Linked DNA regions of Mus musculus: region 2 is linked to region 1. A link is a contact called in public targeted proximity ligation data. All regions are on one chromosome and are shown on one strand. The core of a region is the stretch at or near the end of the contact, and the rest is flanking DNA. Distances in the headings are between cores, read along the strand shown. Region 1 holds the start of B3gat3 (beta-1,3-glucuronyltransferase 3 (glucuronosyltransferase I)). Region 2 has its middle 7.6 kb from the start of Gm41805.

The links.
Region 2: a contact with region 1 is called in a targeted proximity ligation map of pancreatic cancer cells. A contact is called at or near these places in 11 of 39 promoter capture datasets (the C10 cell line, embryonic stem cells, frontonasal cranial neural crest and 6 more), 19 of 484 Hi-C or Micro-C datasets (the N1E-115 cell line, bone marrow-derived dendritic cells, bone marrow-derived macrophages and 7 more), 21 of 130 datasets of targeted methods (the 230-238 cell line, the HPC-7 cell line, the NIH/3T3 cell line and 13 more) and 4 of 9 other capture datasets (adipose tissue, embryonic stem cells, liver and 1 more).

What each region holds. Positions count from the first base shown.
Region 1 is chr19:8,918,315-8,922,150 of GRCm38.p6, reverse strand. It overlaps B3gat3 (beta-1,3-glucuronyltransferase 3 (glucuronosyltransferase I)), which reads right to left and starts at 1,758. Exons shown (of 5, transcript NM_024256.2): 1 at 1,503-1,758; 2 at 171-345. The coding sequence starts at 1,584. Gm36629 (a long non-coding RNA gene) reads left to right here and starts at 309. Exons shown (of 3, transcript XR_003952913.1): 1 at 309-401; 2 at 491-542; 3 at 834-3,552.
Region 2 is chr19:9,105,409-9,109,295 of GRCm38.p6, reverse strand. No RefSeq gene overlaps it. Among named protein-coding and RNA genes, the nearest start is that of Gm41805, 7.6 kb to the right of the region's middle.

The DNA of each region.
Region 1 (3,836 bases), core at 509-3,008:
TTAAAGGAAAAAGACATTTTCCCACAAACCTGACTAAAGATGCGGATCACTTTTCATAACATTTGGCAAGCTCTAGTTTAAGCATCACCCCATACTTCAGTGCCTCCCCAGATTCATCATTAACCCTCTTCCTGTTCAATACAGAGCTCCTGAGTGTACCAGAGCCGTACCTGGCGTAGGTGGGGGTAATGACATAGATAGTAGGCAGGGCCTCAGGTTCAGGGGGCTGGGCTGGGACAGGGGGTGGGCGACGGAGATCAGCTTGCAACTGGGATATCCTCAGGTCCTTCTGCCGAAGCTGCTCAGCTGCAGCTCGAAGCGGAGGGAGGCAGTCGCAAGGCTGGCCTGGTACCAGGAAGCACCAACAGGGTGAGCAAGTTGTGACAGAGAACCACAGGATAGTAAGTAGTTCAAAAACCCAGGCCAATTCTTTTTAATTCCTAGCCAATACAGAAATTCCCTTGTAACTTGCTTTTTTTTTTTTTTTTAGAATGGTGTCAGAGACTCTTCACCTTTCACTGTTACTGTGTTACTGTTTTAAGGTAGGTCTTGCTATAATGGCTCCAAGCTGACTGACCTCAGACCTTTAACCCACTGACCTGTTTCCCAAACGGTGTGCCACAACATTCAACTCTTCAATTTTAACCAGTTCCATCTGTCACTCTATTTTTCTTTGCTGGGGCTCCAACCCAGGGCCTTACACTTGTGAGTGTTCTACCACTGTGCTACACCCTCAGCCCTGCCACTATTTTCACTAGTACATTTCGACGATTATCTGTCAGCCTTTCTGTCCTTTCTACCTTCTGATCCTAATTTTACCTTCCACACATAAGGAATATAACAGTCTGAACTAGAGGCTCTCCTGTAATGGCACTACCTGAAAAGCGTTTACCAAGCTCCCACATAAAAGGCTGGATTCAAGGCGCTCCGTGGTCACGTGACCACTGACTTGTCAGTAAGTTCACAGATTCCATTACACGACAAATATTTATTGAATAAAAGGGGGGGGCAGTCCCTACTCCCTAGCTACTTTAGTGGAAGAGGTAGACACTAATAAAGTCATTACAAATTGTGATATGGGCCACTTAGAAAATTAAAAGAGATCAAGACTAATAAGGGTTACTTGAGCTAAGGTGGTCAGGGAAGTCCTGATGTGACATCTGGCCTAAAACCAGGATGAGAAATAGATGGCCTGGAGGTGGGGAGAGCACAGCTGGTCAAAAGCTGGAGGGGACAATGAACCAGGGGGTTCTCAAAAACCTATCAGCAAGCCGGTCTGAGAGGCAGAGCAAGGGGAGGGTGGAAAATAGGTTGCTTGGCGGCGGCGGGGTCATTTGGGGCTTGACCGGTATCCGCGGAGTTGCAGACTGCCGAGAGTTCTACACAAGGGGTCACCGAGGGCTGTCCCGAGGGCTGAGCGAGCGGGAAGCCGCTGTCTGCGGGTCTCATCCCCAGCGCCTTGGGCCGGCCCTCCGCACACCGCCCCGCCCCGCCCCGCTCACCGAGCTGCACCAGAGCGTAGAGGAGGCCGGCGATCGACACCAGGAAGTAGGCAAGAAACACGTTCTTCAGCTTCAGCTTCATGGCCGGTGCCACCGGGGCAGGCGGGGTCCACCGGGACCGGCAGGGACAGGTCCGCCCGGCCCTCCGCCCTCCCGCCGGCCCCGCCCCGGCCGCCCGGGCCGCGCCCCGCCTTCCCCAGGCTCCCTTACTAGTTCCCGGGAACGCGGGACTCTGAGCGACACCTGGGACCACTTCCGGCTAGTGGCGTCCCTCCCACAGGCAGCTTCCGGTCCCGCCTCCTGGTAGGCCATTCAGGGCGTTGACGCTATATCCGCTGGGTCAAGCGGTCGTGGCAGGCTGACCAAGAGCTTGTGTGGCCTAGCTCTATAATCATCTTGAAGCTCCCAATTGAGCACAAGCTCCACCCTTGTCACTGAGTTTTCTAGACTCACTCAACCATCCTTCAGCCTCAGCATTGGCTGCTTAAAGAAACGGTTGTTCATTACTTGTTCAACCAATGAGTGAAATCTAAAACGCACCAGGTGCTTGGCTAGGTCGTTTCCAGTGATTCTCAATCTTCCTAATACTGGGACCCTCTAATACAGTTCCTCATGATTTGGCATCCTCCCCATCATAAAATTCATTTTGTTGCTACTTCAAAACTGTAATTTTGCCGTTAGGAGTTGTGATGTAAATGTTTTCTAATGGCATTCCTGCTGGTCCCTCCTGCTTTGTGCTGATTGTCCTGGTTGTCTGTTAGGTTGTGCCACCGCTGCTTCGTGTTCGCTATCCCTACTCTACCGAACTGAACTGCTGATAGATTCATGAAATGTCTGAGTGGATCAAGCTGCCACTGCTAGCCTGTGAAGTGAACTGCAGATTTCCAGACAACAGACAAAAGCTACTCCAAAGAATCTTTCTAAACATGTCCACATCCCCCGTATCTTTCATTTTCCACAACCTCTGGTGGGTGGTGGACTACAAGGGAGGTTAAAGTGTTTAAGAATCATCATTAAAAATAGGATTTGAAAACAGTTACACATGTTCGTGAGGACCAGAGGACTTTGGAGTTTTAGCCTTGGGACCTCAGGTTTGGTGCTCTAACTGTTGAACCATCTCATCAGCCTTCCAATTTTAGGCCAAAATTATGTCATTACCATGGGACAATTTTTAAAAGTTCCTTCTAGATTTTCCGCTCCACGAGCTGTAGTTTCTTCAGGGTCACCTCTCTTCAGCAAGTGACTACAGAGCTAAAAGTGGGTACCAAGTCTACACTACAACAATGATACTTTATTCACGGATATGTAACAATTTACATATTTAGTCCAGGAAGTAGCTTGTCTAATATGCAGTTTTTCTTTGTCCCACCCCTACCCCCAAACCCCCATCCCCGCCCAAAACAAGGTTTCAGTTTCTCTATTTAACCACCCTGACTGTTCTGGAACTCACTTTGCTAGCTAGGCAAACTCAAGAGATCTGTCTACCTCTGCTGGGATTTAAGGGGCATACACCACCACTGGCCAGCATGTGCACTAGTTTCTATCACCAAAAAAACCTGGGGTAGTGGTACATGTCCGCAATTCCTGGACAACATTGAAAGTGGAGGTAAACTCCACTATATCTCAAGATGGTCAGCATGGCAATGGTGGCACACGCCTTTAATCTCAGCACTTGGGAGGCAGAGGCAGGTAGATTTCAGAGTTCTAGCTTGGTCTACAGAGTGAGTTCCAGGACAGCCAGAGCTATACAGAGAAACCCTGTCTCAAAAAAGAAAGAAAGGAAGAAAGGAAGAAAGGAAGAAAGGAAGAAAGGAAGAAAGGAAGAAAGGAAGAAAGGAAGAAAGGAAGAAAGGAAGAAAGAAAGAAAGAAAGAAAGAAAGAAAGAAAGAAAGAAAGAAAGAAAGAAAGAAAGAAAGGAAGAAAGGGAAAGGGAGAAAAGAAATATAGTCAGCCTAGGCTACCTGGAACCCTGTCCTATTACACAAACTGTTTCTCTTTGCTGAACAATAAATAGTTTCAACATATATTCAATAAAAAAAAACTCACAAAAGAAAATACTATGTTCCTACCAGTAACTATGTTTCTGTTTCAATGTTACATCATAATAAAAACATTTAAAACTCCTTTCATTTAGCTCTGTAAAAACCATTTAGGAATTATCTAGTCACCCTATCATACAAAACAAAATTTCAGAACTTTTTTTCCTGTAACCAAGTATCCACTACTTGTCCTTTCTCCAATCTTCCCAACAATAGTTTTGAGACTTAGTCCAGAATAGCCTTCAACTTAAAAGTCTCAGGATCTCAGGATGTCCTTGAACTATTCCACCATTCC
Region 2 (3,887 bases), core at 731-3,230, 190 kb before region 1:
TCTGGGTCAGAGGTTGGGAAAACCAACATATCCTAATAACTTTATCCTTCAAATTCTGCTTTTCATCAACCCAATATTAAAATGAAATTGGGTTTTCAGAACCAAAGCTCCTGACTTCTGTACAGAGTCTAGAAAGTAACATGATTAGATTGATAAATAAAACAAGTGTGGATGAGAACTTAACATCATCTCAGATTTAACATCTACTATGCTCTTACCGGCACTTTGTAGATTCTATACAGAACTCAGGAACTTGGGTTCTGAGGTTATAATTTGGTGCCAAGAAGAAAAGAGGTTGGAGGCAGGTACAATGACACACAGCTATATTCCCAGCACTTGGTAAAGCAGGAGGCTCTGGAGTTTCAGGGGTGACCTCAGCCATATAAGGAGTTTGAGGCCAGCCTGGGCTATATGAGACCCTGTCAAATAAAAACAATAGTTTGAGTCTTCTCATCCTAGAAGGCTCAATAGTCACCACTTAGTACCTAGGGCAGGTCCCCAATGCTTTTTTTTTATGCAGGGTGATCTGTCTGCCTGCATATCTACATGCCAGAAGAGGGCATCGGCTCCCTTTATAGATGGTCATAGGCCACCACTATCTGGTTGCTGAGAATTGAACTCAGGACCTCTGGAAGGATTTTTAATTATTTTTCTTTTAATATAAGGAGTGCTCTGTCTGCATGTATACCTACATGCCAGAAGGGGACAGGTCCTGGATTCTCAAAGGTCAGCAGTCTTTCATTAAGTATTTTTAAGAGAAAAATGACCTGCAACAAAGTAGCTGCTTGAAAAATGGCTCAGAGGGGAAAAGCTTGATGTTCAAGCAAGAAGTCCTGAGTTCTTATCTCTCCGGCACCTGTGTAAAAAAAATCCATGGGTTGTGTTACAGACATGTAATGCCAAACCTGGGAAGCAGAAACAAAAAAGGTCCCAAGGGCCTCTGGCAACCAGTCTAGCCAAAATGTCAATCTCTGTGTTCAATGAGAGACCCTGCCTCAAAAATCAAGATGGAAAGTAATAGGGAAGGGTCCTCAGCATCGACCTACACACTTATCCTACAGTTCTCCCAAAATGAGACCAGACATGCTAAAGTGTGTGTGTGTGTGTGTGTGTGTGTGTGTGTAACTTTTTAAAACTTGTATGTGTTTGAATGGTTTGCAAGTGTGTATGTATTCACATCACATGTGCCTGCTGCCCACATGAGTCAGAAAAGAATTTTAGTTACACCATTTTGGAGGGGCCCTGGAAACTGAACCCAGATTTTCTGCAAGAGAAGCCTGTGCTCTTAACCACTGAGCCATCTTTCCAGCCCCATGAAACTCTCTTAGTCAATATTCTCTACCTTTCCATGTCAGTAAACTGTCATATAATATTCTGTCCTCATTCAACTATGCCCATCTTTCCTTACAATGGGGCTATCTATTTTCACCACCTTTCTTTTCTAGGGTGACAGACGTGTATAGAATCCTGTGCCCGTGGTGTGATACTTTCTCCACTGGTCAGGTTCCTCAGATGGTTGGGAGAGATTCGTGACTGAAGACCACAGCCCAGGGATACTTGCTGGCTGTGTGCCAAGTAGACTATTGCCAATAGACATGCCAGCTCCTGAGCATTTCTGGACCGTGACCTAAACCTGAGCAACACTGGGCCATGACATGGGCCCTAGGCAGAAGACTGGACAGGGAACTATGGGCTGTGCCAAAGCACAGGCCCCACCCAGAGTTTGGCTAGGGTGAGAAGAGCAGGTGAGACTAGGTTCACCCTGTGCTGCTCACAGGAAAGGGCTTGCCCACCCCCTTCCTGCCCAGGTCACTTCCCCTCCTACAAAGGGTCTGTTTGTTGTTCTTCCTAACTCCTCTTACCTCCAACCTTTCCCAGGGCCCCCCTCTTCCCAACACAATAGCCAGGCCACCCCAGTGTATCAAAGTCAAAGGGCATTTTCAGAAGTGTTTACAAACCAGTGCAGCTGTACACCTCTCACTGCAAACCCAAGAGTATTTACCTTGGGCTAAGGATCTGTGGTTCTGCTGACCTTCCAGTACAGCCTAGCACTCCCTGCCCCATGCAGATCCCCAGGGACTGGAACTTCTGAACCCCCGGCCTTCCAGTCAGAAACCAAGTATTTAATCTTAAAAGCAAGAAAGAAGAGGGCCAAGTTTTCCTTCCTCCGGGCTTGTCCAGGCCCCTCCTCTGCACCCACTGAGTGAGGTGTGGGCCCCACATACCTTTGGGCTGACTTCATCCTGATCCAGCCTGTCTGTCCTGAGCCTCCCCAGTCCTGGCCATTTCATCTTTATCTCTAACATAGATCATGCAGATATCACACCACAGATGCCTCATGACTAAAACGTGTGCTACTTTCCCAAGCCCTTTCCCACCCTGTCCCTGTGGTAGTACAAATTCCAACATATTTGCTGTCTGCTCTCAACATATTTGTTGTTCTACCCAGAAAGGGTCGGGACCTTGGGTGGGGCACTGTCACTTGGGTAAAGCCACCTCTTCCTGCCCCCATCTCTGCCTCCAGGTTCCCAACAGAGTTGGAACTTGAAAATGTGCTGCAGAAACTGGCTGCTTGGCCTGTGGGGGCAGTTCCTCTGCTTTCAAACTTGCAGAGGAATAGACCCATGTCCTGACCAACTTTTCAGTGGACCCCTGGCAAGGGCTTCACTGTGTTTGACAAAAGTGATGTCAGCCCTGGTTCCTATCTATAACCACCATGGCTATTGCTCTACCACCTCCCCACATGGCCAGCCCCAGCCCCAGCCCCAGCCTCCACAGGGACGTCCATGCCAGGGAAGGGGCCAGTGCAAAACAACCCAGCCGCTCTAACACTCAGCAGACATCCTGCGCCTCACCAGGGCAATTCTCAGAACACTGTGCAGTCAGCCTCAGGAGAGCTGCCTAGCTCAGAGGCCTGGCACACACGGGACCAGACCTTCAGACCCTTTAGTGCTGTTAGGGCTCTGAGGCTGCACCACACACAAGCCAGCTTCTGAGTCCACCTCTGTTTCAAGGCTTCCTGGGAGTCACATGGGAGGCAGCTGTGTCCAAGCCTCAGAGAAGCAGCCTGAGGAATGAGGAAACCCCACCTTCTTTCTTGGAATCTGTGCTTCTCAGCCGGTCTGTCACTAGACCTCCCAGGATCCTCACTCTGAAAGACCGAAGACTGGTAGTACCCTCTCCAGTGCTGTAATGGCCAATTACTTACTGCATGGGAAATCCCTAGATACCACGCAGCATGTGTTAGTCATTATTATATATTATCATCCCAAACCACACCAACCAGACCACCCTTTGTTTTCCAATCCCCTTCCATGCTTCAAGGTTATCAGCCTGCATCTTTACCATGGGCCGCTGGCTGTGTAGTGTGGTCCAGAACTCAGAAGGCTGAGGCAGGGAGGCTCAGGCCATCCTCAAGTACAGAGTAAGAATCGCGTCTATATAGACAAACAAATAACTAAATAAGCCACTGCTCTGTGGCCTCAGAAGTTAACATGGACTATTTTGACCCTTCCCTTAAGCTGGCAGGGACTCTGCTGTTCCCTGCATGGGTGTCCACACAAAGGAGAATATCGGATTCATATTCTATGGTTTAGGGAACATTTTCACTTCTGGTTCTACAATATGGAGTAGACAGGGCATTAACCATCACTCTTTAGTTCTAAATGAGCCCTACCAGGCAGAGCACAGTTGAAGTCAGGGATAGAGACCTAGCATCTAACACACAGGATAACTGCACAGTGGAGACTTGCACCCCAGCTCTGCCTGATTCTAATCCCCATTTGTTTAAATTTTTTCCCCTCAGCAACAAGCTTGGTCACAATCACTTAAGTGTATCCTCCTTCAAAAAAGAAGTTCAGATGTCAGAAGAATTAGAGACAGTCACA